Linked DNA regions of Ovis aries: region 1 is linked to region 2. A link is a contact called in public Hi-C data. All regions are on one chromosome and are shown on one strand. Each heading gives the region's core, a stretch centred on a gene start, on an enhancer-like site or on the middle of the called end of the contact. The rest is flanking DNA. Distances are from core to core; before and after follow the strand shown. Region 1 has its middle 92 kb from the start of ZHX2. Region 2 holds the start of ZHX2 (zinc fingers and homeoboxes 2).

Evidence for each region. Hi-C and Micro-C count contacts between places; a contact is called where the count stands out from the background.
Region 1: a Hi-C map of muscle shows a contact between it and region 2, with 4 times the contacts expected there. The contact joins the enhancer-like site here to the promoter of ZHX2 in region 2. A contact is called at or near these places in 5 of 16 Hi-C or Micro-C datasets (hypothalamus, mixed tissues, muscle and 1 more).

What each region holds. Positions count from the first base shown.
Region 1 is chr9:30,075,050-30,077,749 of ARS-UI_Ramb_v3.0, forward strand. No RefSeq gene overlaps it. Among named protein-coding and RNA genes, the nearest start is that of ZHX2, 92 kb to the left of the region's middle. Within about 2 kb of position 1,447, at least 1 of the 54 cell types and tissues checked has an H3K27ac peak or open chromatin away from gene starts, as enhancers often do. A contact at or near this core is called in muscle, where this site is marked.
Region 2 is chr9:29,982,742-29,985,441 of ARS-UI_Ramb_v3.0, forward strand. ZHX2 (zinc fingers and homeoboxes 2) reads right to left here and starts at 1,319. Exons shown (of 6, transcript XM_060393695.1): 1 at 760-1,319.

The DNA of each region.
Region 1 (2,700 bases), core at 197-2,696, 92 kb after region 2:
CCATGTGCCCCTAGAAGGCTAGAACCGTGCATTTATCATCCCTGGGTCTCCAGGAGAGGGTCCACTGAGGGCCTGCATGGATCCCATTGATGGCATGGGAGTCGGGGTGGGGTTGGGATGTTCCTAGCATGGGTTGGCTTTCCCTCAGGATGTCAGACCCAGTTCCACCTGGTGTTGCTCCTTCTGCCTCCTTCCAGCACTGCGGGCCTTGGAAAGCTGTGTGATTTCTTCGCAGAACACCACCCTGTTCACACCAGGTGGAATTTCTGGCCAGTTTTCAAGGCAAAGGAAAACTGGAGGGACTTCTCTGGTGGTCCAGTGGTTAAGACGCTGTGCTTCCAAAGCAGGCAGAGTGAGTTTGATCCCTGGTTGGGGAACTAAGATCCCATATGCCGCTCAGTACAGCCAACCCCTCTCTAAAACAAACAAATAAGCTGGAAGAGGGTCTAGAAAAGTGCTGTTTGCTAAAAAACACAGCTGACCCTTGAACAACAAGGGGGACTAGGGGCCTCAGTCCTTGAAGCAGTGGGAAATTTGAGTGTAATTTGTGATTGGCCCTCCAAATCCATGCTTCCTCTGTATCTGTGGTTCCACCTGTGCAGATTTTACCAGCCAAAGACTGTGTGTAACACTGCAGTATTTACTGTTTAAAAATAAGCATATAAATGACCTGTGCAATTCATCCTGTGTTGTTCAAGGGTCAACTCTTAGGTGAAAAAAGAAACAGGTAAAATTAACTTTAGTAATATAGTTTAACCCGAGATATCCTAAATAGCATTTTCACATGTGATCATATGAACCACTACAAATGTGACAGTTTTGTGTTCTTTTTGTTCTATGTGCTCAAAATCTGTTACCTACAGCGCATCTCATCTGGACTGTTAAATTTTCATTAAAAATACTTGATATGTATTTTGATTTTATAAAATTTACAGTTGAAAAAACATTCATCTGCCCACATTGTTCCAGGCATAAAGTTTTCCAATAACTGAATTGTTTTTAAATCTAGCTGAATTAAAATAAAGCATTCAACTACTCATCACACTAGTCATTTTTCAAGGGCTCTGTAGCCACACCCAGGCTTTGGAAGGCATTGAGGGAGCTTAGGGAATTGGTGACTGAGTCAGAGAAGAAAGCCCAAGGGCTCCAGGGGGTGGTGGCAGCTTCATTCATCATTTCTATGTGTCCAAATATGCATTTCATTTTTTCTCCTCAAGACATCGGGGGCTGAAGGCAGGTGGCAGTCATGATGGGAGACGTGCTTTCGGGTGCCAGCTCTCAATACAGTCTTCATTTTGCTACATTTTCAGCAGAGATGGAATTTGGACAGTGCTGCCACTGCTGTGGGACACAGAAGACTGAAACTCTGGGGAGAGTCTTTTAGCTCTATGAACCCTGGAGAATAGCCAGAGGCTGGGAAGGTCTCTGGAACTGATAGAGGGAGCAGCTGCTCCCCCTACTGGGAGTCAGAGGAACAGCAGTCCTGCCCGGGTGGAGTGAGGAGGGAGTTCCAGGGCTGAGTCAGCTGGGTTTTTTTCCAGATTCACCCTTTGTGCGCAGGAGGCAGTTCTAAGAGTCTGGTGGAGTGTGGTGGGCAGGGCCCAGGGAAAAGCTGCATCCTTTTTGGGTTTCCAAGTCTCAGAACACTGAGGCTCTTGACTTTGGAAGCATAGGAACATTATTAGTGCAGAAACAAATCTTAGAAAGGAGAGGGTAAGATTATTTAATAAAGCTCTGTAGTTTTCAAACTCAAAACAAAAATTGTTTGTTTCCCTCTAGACTTATCCACCAACTATTAATCCACAATCATGTGCAGAAAGACCTCATATGTGAAATATACTTTTTCAAAAATGATGTATCAAATCCCTTCAGTGGTCTCGTCTAAGATGTTTATAAGCTAAAGGTAGTAATGTAAGCGGGCTTCCCCAGTGGCTCAGCAATACAGAATTCACCTGCAGTACAGGAGATGCAGAAGACGCGGGTTTGATCCCTGGGTGGGGAAGATCCCCTCGAGGAGGGCATAACAACCCACTCCAGTGTTCTTGCCCGGAGAATCCCATGGACAGAGGAGCCTCATGGGCTACACCCTGTAGAATCAGATTGCAAAGAGTCAGATATGAGTGAAAAGATTTAGCATGTCTGCAATAATGTAAAAAAATAAAAATCTAATTGTACCAAAGGTTATACAATGGAAACCACAAGTCTAATCTTCTCTTGAGACTCTTTCTCAAATTCTCAAAGCACAGATTATAGTAGCTGCTCAGTGAATGTTAGTTTGCTACTGATGAATGTTGAAGATGGACCAGAAAACTAACAACGACAAAAGCAGAGCTGCTAAATCATGGACCAACTGGGCAGTGTGTGAGGGATGGGACCAGAGAGCCACAGATGGGGGTGCGGCATCCAGGTTCAGCAAGATTGGCTTTGAATTTGATAATTTAAAAAGCTTAATCCAGCCACTTCCCGAATGGCTCAGAGGTAAAGAATCTGCCTGCCAATGTGGGAGATGCAAGAGAGTCAGGTTCGATCCTTGGGTAGGGAAGATCCCCTGGAGGAGAAAATGGCAACCCACTCCGGTATTCTTGCTGGAGTATCCCAGGGACAAAGGAGTCTCGTGGGCTACAGTCCACGGGGTCACAAAGAATCGGACACGACTGAGCGACTGATCAGGCACACACAATCCAGATTCTTTACCAAACA
Region 2 (2,700 bases), core at 69-2,568:
GGCCCGCGCGGCAGGTAGCTCGGCCGCCCGCCCGCCCGCCCGCGCCGCCGGCAGCCGCCAGGAGCGCGGAGCGGAGAGGCGAGCCTCAGCCCACGGCGTCATGCTTCCTGCCACCACGTTACGGCGAATCGTCACCGGGAGCGGGGAGACGCGGGGAGCGCGGAGGCGGGGGGGCGACGGCGGGGAGCACACACACGCAGCCCCCCGCCCGCCGAACCCCGCGGAGCCGGGGCCACGTCCCGGCCGAGTCCCCGCGGGACCGGCCCCGCTCGCACAAAGCGCCGCGCTCGGGCCAAGGAGGGAGGGAGCCGGCCCCGAAATAAATAAATAAAAACACAGTCGGGTCTACGTAACGCCCTGTCGAAAGCGGACGCCATATTTTTTTGTGGCTTATGTCGACATAGGGAAACGTAGACATGTTTTTTTCCTCCTCCTCCTCGCTCGGCCTCCCATTTATCCAAACTTGTAATCAGAACTCTTAAAAAAAAAAAATCCCCCCCACCTCTGGCTCCTCTGATCTCCTCCCACCCGCAAAAAAAAAAAAAAAAAAAAGCCTGCACACTACCTACCACCCCCCTCCCGCGCCCCCCTTTGCAATCACAAACCCGGCCAAGTCCCATTAACAACACATTTTTCGGGAGCGGCGGTGGCGGCGGTGGGAAAGTTGGGCTGGAGTGGCCGGTGCCCGGCGTGCGGGGCTCGGGGCCGGCGGCGCCGGGGCGGTGGGGGGGTGCTCCGCGCCGGGGCGAAGTTTCTTACCTGCGCCGGGGGCTGGGAGCGCGGGGACCCGGGCTGGGAACGCGGAGACGCGGCACAGGGGCGTTCCAAAATGGAACTCTGCTGGCTCCCCCCCCACCCACTCCCCACTCCCCACCGGGCGCCCGGCTCGGGCTCCGTGGGAAAGAGGGGGCCAAGCCAGCCTGCCAGCCAGCCAGCCAGACAGAAGCCCCCGTACGGAGAACAGTGGCCAAAATTTTTAAAAAGGGGGGGGAAGGAAAAAAAAAGGGGGGAAAAAATGTCTCGATCAGTGGGGAATCTACGCCAAAACCCACATGATCTGTAACGTCAGCATGCGTATTTGCATACGATACCACCACCCGAGCTGCCACCCGGGCTCGGGTTCCGCAGAAAGTTACAAAGTGAAATTCAGCTCCCTCCGGAGACGCCGGCGAAATGTCAATTTTCAGGCGGGAGCTAGAGGGGTGGGAGGGGGGAAAGCTAGCCCTCAAGGCGCTGGTTACTAGCCAAGGTTGGGGTGGGGGCCCCGTAAATTAAGTTAAAAGTCTGAGCCCAGTAACGGACTCGGTGGAATTTCTGCTAGGGGAGGAGGGGGAGGCGCGAGCGAGATCATTGAATATTAAGCAGGACCCGGCGAGGCGGCCGCGGCCGAACCCTCCCGGTGCAATACCCATTTTCTTTATTAAAAGTTCAAGGTGTCACAGATGAGCTCAGCAAACTGTTGATCCCGACCACGTGGAGTGGCGGACGGAGGGACTGCGGGGCGCGGCTGCTCCAGCGCGAGCCGGCGGCACCCGGGACCCCGCGTCCCTCCCGCAGCGCAAGGGTGGGGCCGCCGCGCGCCCCGGGGCGCGGCCTGCGCGTTCTCCCGCCTTTGGACTCAGGGAAATAATGACAACTTAAAAAAAAAAAATTTTTTTTTTTTAAGCGAGACACATTTAACTCCTGAAATAGGAACGAGAGCGCTTAGGGTAGGCAGGGTAAGAAAGAGCCCCTACTTATATAACGACTCGAAATTAGAGGACTTTTACCCAAGAGAGTCTGAGATTTTCGCTTGCGCCAGGTCTGAGGTTGGTTAAACATCCTCAAACTTTCCCCCTAAGCGTCAATAAACAAACAGACGCCCCGGGAGCTGACTTAAAAACTCTTGCCGGCCAGTGTTCTCTGGGATTCTCAGACTTCCAGAAATGCACACCCCCGCGGCGCTCATAGGCAAGTCCCTCGGAAGCGAGGCGGGTCACTTTCGAAATTGCGACTCCGGCGTTCCTGGCGGGAGGGCATCCCTAACTGTTGCCTCCCCCTGGATCTCCCTTTGGGCTCCTCAGAGCGAAGGCGAGTCGGGATGTCGCTGCTCTCCGCCTACGGCCTCCGCAACCGCGAACTTGCGTTTGGGGCGCAGCGCTGCTGCTACAGTGTCCAGCTAAGGAGCTCTAAGGGATTTGGGATTCAGGAGACGCTCTGGAATCTCACGGAGAACAACCTGTCTGCGCCTCCGGGTCCTGCCAGGATGAACCCTTTTCCCCTCCGTGGGCGTCTCGACGCGTCAGCATCTCCCAGGTGTGAGCTGAGCGCGAGCGCGCACGAGCCAAGAGGGGGAGAGAGGATGCTGTCTGGGGTTGACTTTTGATGTTCTGAGCGCCGCGAGGAGACAAAGAGAGCCTGGGGCTGGGAGGCCCTGCGGAGTCCCCGCCTGCCCTGAAGATTAGCAGGCTCGGAGCGTCGGGGTTTCCCGGCCAGCCTTTGCTCCAGGGAATTAGAACGAACTCTAGCGGCGGCTTGCGACTCGGCTCCGGGCGCGAGGGCAGCAACAGGTGGCCGGGTGCGGCGGAGTGGCTGCAGGCGAGGACCGGGACTGGGGTGCAAACGGCTGGCTCTGGGGCTGACCGTGTGGCCAAGGCACTGAGTGACCTTTCGGCATTTTCGTTTCCGAGGCTGAGGAGAAGAAAGAAGCCAAAAGGTTTT